2 separate regions of the Mus musculus genome follow, and region 2 is linked to region 1. A link is a contact called in public Hi-C data. All regions are on one chromosome and are shown on one strand. Each heading gives the region's core, a stretch centred on a gene start, on an enhancer-like site or on the middle of the called end of the contact. The rest is flanking DNA. Distances are from core to core; before and after follow the strand shown. Region 1 overlaps Gm39242 (a long non-coding RNA gene). Region 2 overlaps Zfhx3 (zinc finger homeobox 3).

Region 1 (3,307 bases), core at 419-2,918:
ACACATACATATATGCATACAGATATACACATGTACACACATACATACTCACATGCACATGCATACAAATATATACATATACACACATACACACACATGCACACACACATACACATATACACACATATACATACTCCCACACACACATACATGCACACATGCACACGCACTATAAAAATAAACTTCTAAATAGCAAAATAAGTAGGACCTGTAATCTCAGCACTGGGAGGCTGAGGCAGGAGAAAAACAGGGAGTTGGAGGCCATTCTGAGTTACATTGTGAATTCTAGGCCAGCCTGGGCTACATAGAGAAACTATGTCTAAGAGAGAGAGGGAGAGAGAAAGGAACAAAGAGAGAAAGAGAGAAAGGAAGGAAGGAAAAGGAAAAGGGAAAGGGAAAAGGGGGGAAAGGGGGAAAGGGGGAAAAAGGGAAAAAAAGAAAAAAGGAAAAAAGGGAAAGGGAGGGAGGGAAGCAGGGAGGGAGGGAGGGAGGAAAAGTAAACAAAAATGGCAATACATACATATGCTCTCTACCTTAGACCGAGGTTCCCCCTCAGCCCACCCCCCTGTATATTTAACTCATGTGTAGATTGCTGTGTGAACAGATCCTGCAGTGCACTGTTTCAAAAATTATGACAAGAACAGTCTATACCTGCCTATAGCAGATACAACTCTTTCCCTAATTTTTTTGTATGCTGTTGAAGCCCACGAATACAGAAGCCACAGATATGAATGGATGGCCACATACCCTAATTTAAATAATTTTTCACATGCAAGCAGAAACAGACTGGTTCTAAAATAACTGGTTCAACCCTCAAAAAAAGAGAATCATGGAGGCTAAAGGCACAACTCCATGGTAAAGAGAACTTACTGCTCTTGCAGAGAGTCTGGGTTCAGTTCCCAGCACCCAACTTGGTAGCTCACACTGCCTGTAACTGTAGCACTAGGGAACCTCTCTCTGGTCTCTAAGGACACTAGGTACAGATGTAGTATACTTACGGACAAGCAGGCAAAACGCCCACACAAATAATCTAAAGTAAAAAAAATTTTTTTAAAATATGTATACTCAGTATGGACACCTTCTAAACGTTTCTGAAAAGACAAACATTAAACTAATTGGCAGAATCTTTCATAGCAATTATGACTTGTAAAAAGGCAAAAACACGCGATTGATAATCACTCACGAGGGAAGAAGGACAGGACCTGAAATCTGAAATAACAAATCACTGACTACAACAACATGTGTCTCAGGAGCATCCCGGCCCTCGACTAATAAGATCACAGAGGAGCTGTGTTTCCTGCAACAGAAAAATTCACTTTTAGTGGGTAGGTGTGGCTCTAAAAAATTGCCACATAATTTAGAGATCTGCGGGAATCTTTGGTATTTTTGGAACCTGGTGGAGCCTTTGGGGGTAAAAAAAGAAAAACTCATCACAGCTCCTTTCAGTCTTGGAGGAAGCTGGCACTTCTGCAATGGAGTTGTTAAACAGCCTGGCCATGCCAAAATTCATCATAGCACTGCCCCAGGGAGGCTGCGAGCTGCCTGACCCAGGAGCTCAGAGCGCGCCTGGAACAAAAGGCTAGCAACAATTTCAAAAGGATCCCTAGGAAGCATCCGGGAAGATGCGGGAGTGTCGAGGTGGACTGCGACAAACAGTGGGAGCTGGGAAGTGCTTGCTCGCTGGCTGAGGAAGGCAGAGCGCGCTGTGGAGCTTAGGAAGGGGGTGACTGGGCCGAGCAGGTTCGCTGGCAGAAGCCGCACACGGGATTGCTAGGCAATGGTCAATTTCCACACCATCATCCCAGAGTTAACTACAGAGCAGTGAAGATGGAGTATTGTGAAGAATGCGTCTCACACAGAGAAATGACAAAGAGAGAAAGGGAACAGGGGGGCAAGAGAAAGGGGGGGGGGACCAAAAGGAGGAAGCAAAAAAAGAGAAGGAGAAAGGGAAGAAAAAGGGGGGAGGAGGGGCAAAAAGGATGAGGGAGGGGAGAGAACGGAGAGGCAAGAAGAGAAGGGGAAGCGGAGAAAAAAGGGGGAGGGAGAGGGCAAAGGGAAGGAAGAGGTGAGGGACTGGGAGAATGAAGTCAGGAAGGAGGCAAAGAAAAGAGGGAGGAGATTAAAAGATGTGCATCAGGAGCCAGCGAGGGCACCGGAAGAAAGGAAAGGAAGTTAAAGGTCAAAGGGCAAGAGAAGAATTTGAAGAAAAGGTTTAGCAAAACAAATTTCCAGAAAGGCTGGCCATTTGTGTCAAAAAAGAGTGGTACCAGTGATTGCGAGCATCCAAATTTCTAGCGGTTCATTATTTTATTAATGCCATTCGGGCTTAACACTACTACCCCAGGACTGTAAATAGCAATGATAAGGACATCCAGGTTGGCGTCAATGAAGCTGAAGGATTTTATGTAAAACACAGCCTACAAGCAGAGAGATGACAGCTTACAAACCTTTACATCACATTAAGGAAAAGCCTCGCAAGGATCCACAAACAGCAGTCTTAATATGCAACAGCATTCCCTGCCCTGATGTCCCTATAGAATGATTTGTAATTCCTCTACATGTAAAATAACAAGTCTCCACACCCAAGGAGCGTAGTAAGAAAGTTAATGTATATTTAAAGAGCATGTTACGTTATCTTTAGCCCTATCCCCCACTTGTTTTCCAAAGTGAATAAGTTTATTTAAAAGAAAGAAGAAAGAAAGAAAGAAAGAAAGAAAGAAAGAAAGAAAGAAAGAAAGAAAGAAAAGAAAAGAAAGAAAGAAAGAAGGAAAGAAAGAAAGAAAGGAAGAAAGGAGACAGACATGATTGCTCCACTTGGTTTGGATTAAGAAGAAAGATTTTTTCGGGTTTTGGTTTTGTTTTGTTTTTTTGTTTTTTTGTTTTTTGTTTTTTTTTTGTTTTTTGTTTTTTGTTTTTTGTTTTTGTTTTTTTTTTTGTAGCTATGAGGGAGAGCACTGACAAGAAACGTCAGGAAAAGTCCAGACTAAACTGGGCCCTAGAAACAGAAAGAGAGAGAGAGAGACTGAGGGGAAGGGGGAGAGAAGAGAGAATCCAAGGGCCAAGAGAACAAAAAGCCAAGAACCCCAAAAGGATCAGTAGCCAAAATGGCTATGGTTTTACAAGAGTCAGATTCTGGAGACCGGGAAGCCCAGACCAGGCCTGGGCTAAAAACTTTAGGGTAGGAGGCAGAGTATGTCAGCTGGGAAGGGCGGGGAGGGGGAGGGAGGATGCTGTGCCAGGTAAGGACTGAGGGAGACTGGCAGCCAGAGTCTGCCAAAACTGAAGCTCAATTTTGACTCACAGACTG
Region 2 (3,307 bases), core at 369-2,868, 1.1 Mb before region 1:
CTGTATTGCCTGTGATGTAACAGGAGCCTCTACAGAGGCCCTGAATTAGCCCTTATGGAACTCGGAGGGGGACAATCAACAGAAACTCAGAGTTGGGTGGGGAACTGTGTTTTCTTACACTGGCTGTTGTGGATGTAAGTCTGCTCAGCTCCCTGCACAGAAGAGAGGCCTCTCCTAGTGAACTCACACTCCCCTCTGTGGTTGGCTCCATAGGCCTCCCTCTTCCCTGTCTCAGGGATATGGCTGGACAGCCAGGTTTGGTAGAAAAGCACAGAGCTGTGTGTGGCTCTCACCAGGGCTGGCCAACTTGCTGTTCCGCTCGCCAAGAGAGGAGAGGGACTGGAGACAGGCCAGGCAGGGGGGAGGAGGCAGTGGGAGTCAGGTAAAAAGTGCCTACCTTTGGGAGCCCCTTCCAGGCCTGCCAGGGATGTAGCAAAGGCAGAAAGACTAGGCTGAGAGCCAGAGCAGGGTCAGGAAGGTATGCCCCCCCCCAAGGTGGGGGGCAAATGATAGAGCCTGGGGGGTAGAGGCCAGAAAGTGGAAACTCAATGAATAGGAAGCAAAGACTGGGCCAACTCTGTCCAAGGAAAAGCTAGTGTGGGTTTTCCTCATTGAGCAAAAGCCAGAAGAGGCAGCTCGCCAAAGCCAGGCTCCACCCCACCCCACCCCCCATTTCATTTCACCAAAACTGTGTTTGGGGAAGGGGCCAGGACAATCACTGGAGCCTTAGCTTGGCTCGTTCCTTTTACAGTGCATTTCCCAGAATAAACCACCCCAAGGCTTCATCTATCTCCAAAAAAGGAAACTGCTAAAAACCCTTCTTTCTGTCCAGCCCCTGAATCACACAGACAGAGAGCCGCCCCCACCTCTGGGTTTGGGGATGGGGAGCAGAGGAGGTCGAGGGGCGACTGCTTAGGTCTGACCCTAATTGCTCTTGTGGATGCTGTGCAGTGTGGGGGGCTGATCCCCACACTGAGCAGTTAGGGACTTCCCAAAGCATTAACCTTTCTTGGAGTGTACTGTACTGGGAGGTGCTCCCTCCGCCGCCTATTCAGGGGCCCTATTGATTCACTGCACACTCGGTGCCTTCAAAGTTGTTTATGATCAATATGCAAATTGCTCATGGCATTGATCTAGTATTAATTTTCAATTAGGGAATCCACAAGGGGTCTCTGAGGGTCAATACCTAACAATGCAAAGCGAACTCCGCTGCAGAGAACCACCCGGGCCTGATGTTGCTAAAAGCTTCCCTAAGCCACCTCCTTCTATGGCCAGGCCCTCTGGGCTGCTCCTGTGCATGGCTCATTTGGTTCCCTGTGAAGTCAGGACCCCTTCATTCGGCAATCTCGCAGGCTGGATCCGTGGCTGCTGCCCTGTGCCACCACCACCCCCAGGCAGTGCCCAAGGAACCCTTCCTGGCCTTCCAGTGTGCTCCCCTGACATCCAGCCTCTTGAGTTGGTGCCCCCGGGCATGCCTCCTCAGCTCCCCGGCTCCCCATGCCACACCCTGCCCAGACCACTCTCTCCCCCGGCTCCCCAACCACACATACCTTCTTCCTCCCTCTCTCCCTCTCCCTTGTTTCTGCTTAGTCACGGAACGTCACCTTGGCATGCTGCCACGGCTGGAGCTGGCGAGCTGCATGGTCCCCAGAAATCTCAGGCAGTCAGGCAGAGCCGCCAGGCTGCCAGGTTATACTTGGCAATCACCCCACTGATGTCATTTCAGAAAACCAGGGGAAGGGAAAGGGCCCCGGCTTCAAATCATCTGTTTCTCTTTTCTTTTAGCAAAAAAGAAAAAAAAATTCTTCCTAGTGAAACGTGGGGGTTGGGGGGCTTAATTACTTTACCAACCTTGCTCATGGTTCCCAGAAGAGGCCATGGCCCGCCCTCCAGGAGCGCAGGGGAATGCCTGTGAGCTTCAGATGGGGTGTCCTCAGGGAGAACATGCCCAGCTGGGACCAGAGTGACCTGGGGACTCAGTCATTCCATTACACCCCTAACAGCCCTTTGGAGACCTGTAGGAAGGCTGTTCAGCGGAAGGGTAGGAAGAGAAACGCATCTATCCAGCTGCGCCTCCAGGTGTGGGGCTCTGCTGCACTCCAGTGTTGGGGCTCAGCAAGCTGGCAGCCTTTTCTCTCTGCCAGGATCAGAGATGTTTCCTTTCTCCACCTAGAACACTCTGCAGAGGGCTAGGATCTCTTCCGTGGAGCTTCCTGAAGACCCAAACCATGCCACATGGGTAGTTAGTTATCTGCCCGCTTTCTGTGATGCCATGCATTGGGCTAATCTCTGCGCGTTAGCTAGCTAGGCTAATTGGTTTATGGATAACATTAATTACCATGTTGCTCATTAATGGATGAAATCTTTATTGGTGCCATTGATCAGGAGACTTGTTAGCTGGCCTCCTAACCAATGGTGGATGTAACAAGCTCTCTTATTGGCATATCAATTAATTCAATCAATTCCTGGCCAGCGGCTGCCATTCGGTTTCCGAGTTGCTCAGGGACAGGAGACAGAGCCATGTCCAGCATGCCTGGACTTGAGCTGTCTACCAAAGCCCAGCTGGTCTGGGTGCTATTCAGGGTTCATCTAACAGAAAACAAATGTCCTTTTCTTTCCCCTGCTCTTGCATTTGAAAACCATCCTTCTATATTTTAGGGATGACAGAATGGTTTTGTTGTGTGTGTGTGTGGGGGGGGGGGGCGGCTATGAGCTGGAGGGAGATAGTGGAGGGACTGGGGCAGGAAACAGAAGGACTGGAAAAGTCAGATGTGTCTGCAGAAGGGGCCAACACAACAGTCTGATCCCCAGGCTGGAACCTGGCCATGCTCGCACGCAACCATGGGACCAGCATGAAAACACCTACTCCAGCCATCAGCTCTTGGGACAATCTAGGGCACTGTCTCAAGCCACTGGCCTCTTCGGAGCAGTCACACCAGCTGTTCTGTGCACCGTGGACACGCGCACTAATACCCAGCAATTACAGGCATGAGTTGAAAATAGTATCACACACATCTTTCAATCTGAGCTCCTGCATACAAAAAGACTACCACATCAGCAACAACCACTGCCCATTGGCATCACATGATCAGCTAACCTACATGCAGAAGCGGAACTCTGCTGTTTCAAAATATATACAATAGACCAGTTCAACCATACCTATATGATGGCAGCCATAGTCGGGGAGATGTTGTCAGGCTCAGTGAGTGTTTAGGTGCACTGTTTTAGAAAAGAATTGGGGTGCTGCAGACATGGGGTGTGCAGAGTTAGAGCTGGACCCAAGTGACTTCTAGTAACTACGAATGCC

What was found. A called contact is a pair of places that touch in the nucleus more often than the background predicts.
Region 2: a Hi-C map of the N1E-115 cell line shows a contact between it and region 1, with 2.9 times the contacts expected there. The contact joins two enhancer-like sites. A contact is called at or near these places in 1 of 15 datasets of contacts at CTCF or cohesin (stem cell-derived epiblast-like cells), 6 of 484 Hi-C or Micro-C datasets (the N1E-115 cell line, cerebellum, cortical neurons and 3 more), 6 of 115 datasets of contacts at active chromatin or transcription factors (astrocytes, differentiating embryonic stem cells, embryonic forebrain and 3 more) and 1 of 9 other capture datasets (embryonic stem cells).

What each region holds. Positions count from the first base shown.
Region 1 is chr8:107,823,127-107,826,433 of GRCm38.p6, reverse strand. The region is part of intron 2 of Gm39242 (a long non-coding RNA gene); the gene reads left to right. Gm42040 (a long non-coding RNA gene) reads right to left here. Exons shown (of 3, transcript XR_879157.1): 3 at 3,144-3,307. Among named protein-coding and RNA genes, the nearest start is that of Gm39242, 9.6 kb to the left of the region's middle. Within about 2 kb of position 1,668, at least 43 of the 459 cell types and tissues checked have an H3K27ac peak or open chromatin away from gene starts, as enhancers often do. A contact at or near this core is called in the N1E-115 cell line and astrocytes, where this site is marked.
Region 2 is chr8:108,894,957-108,898,263 of GRCm38.p6, reverse strand. The region is part of intron 4 of Zfhx3 (zinc finger homeobox 3); the gene reads right to left. Among named protein-coding and RNA genes, the nearest start is that of Mir3108, 40 kb to the left of the region's middle. Within about 2 kb of position 1,618, at least 138 of the 459 cell types and tissues checked have an H3K27ac peak or open chromatin away from gene starts, as enhancers often do. A contact at or near this core is called in the N1E-115 cell line and astrocytes, where this site is marked.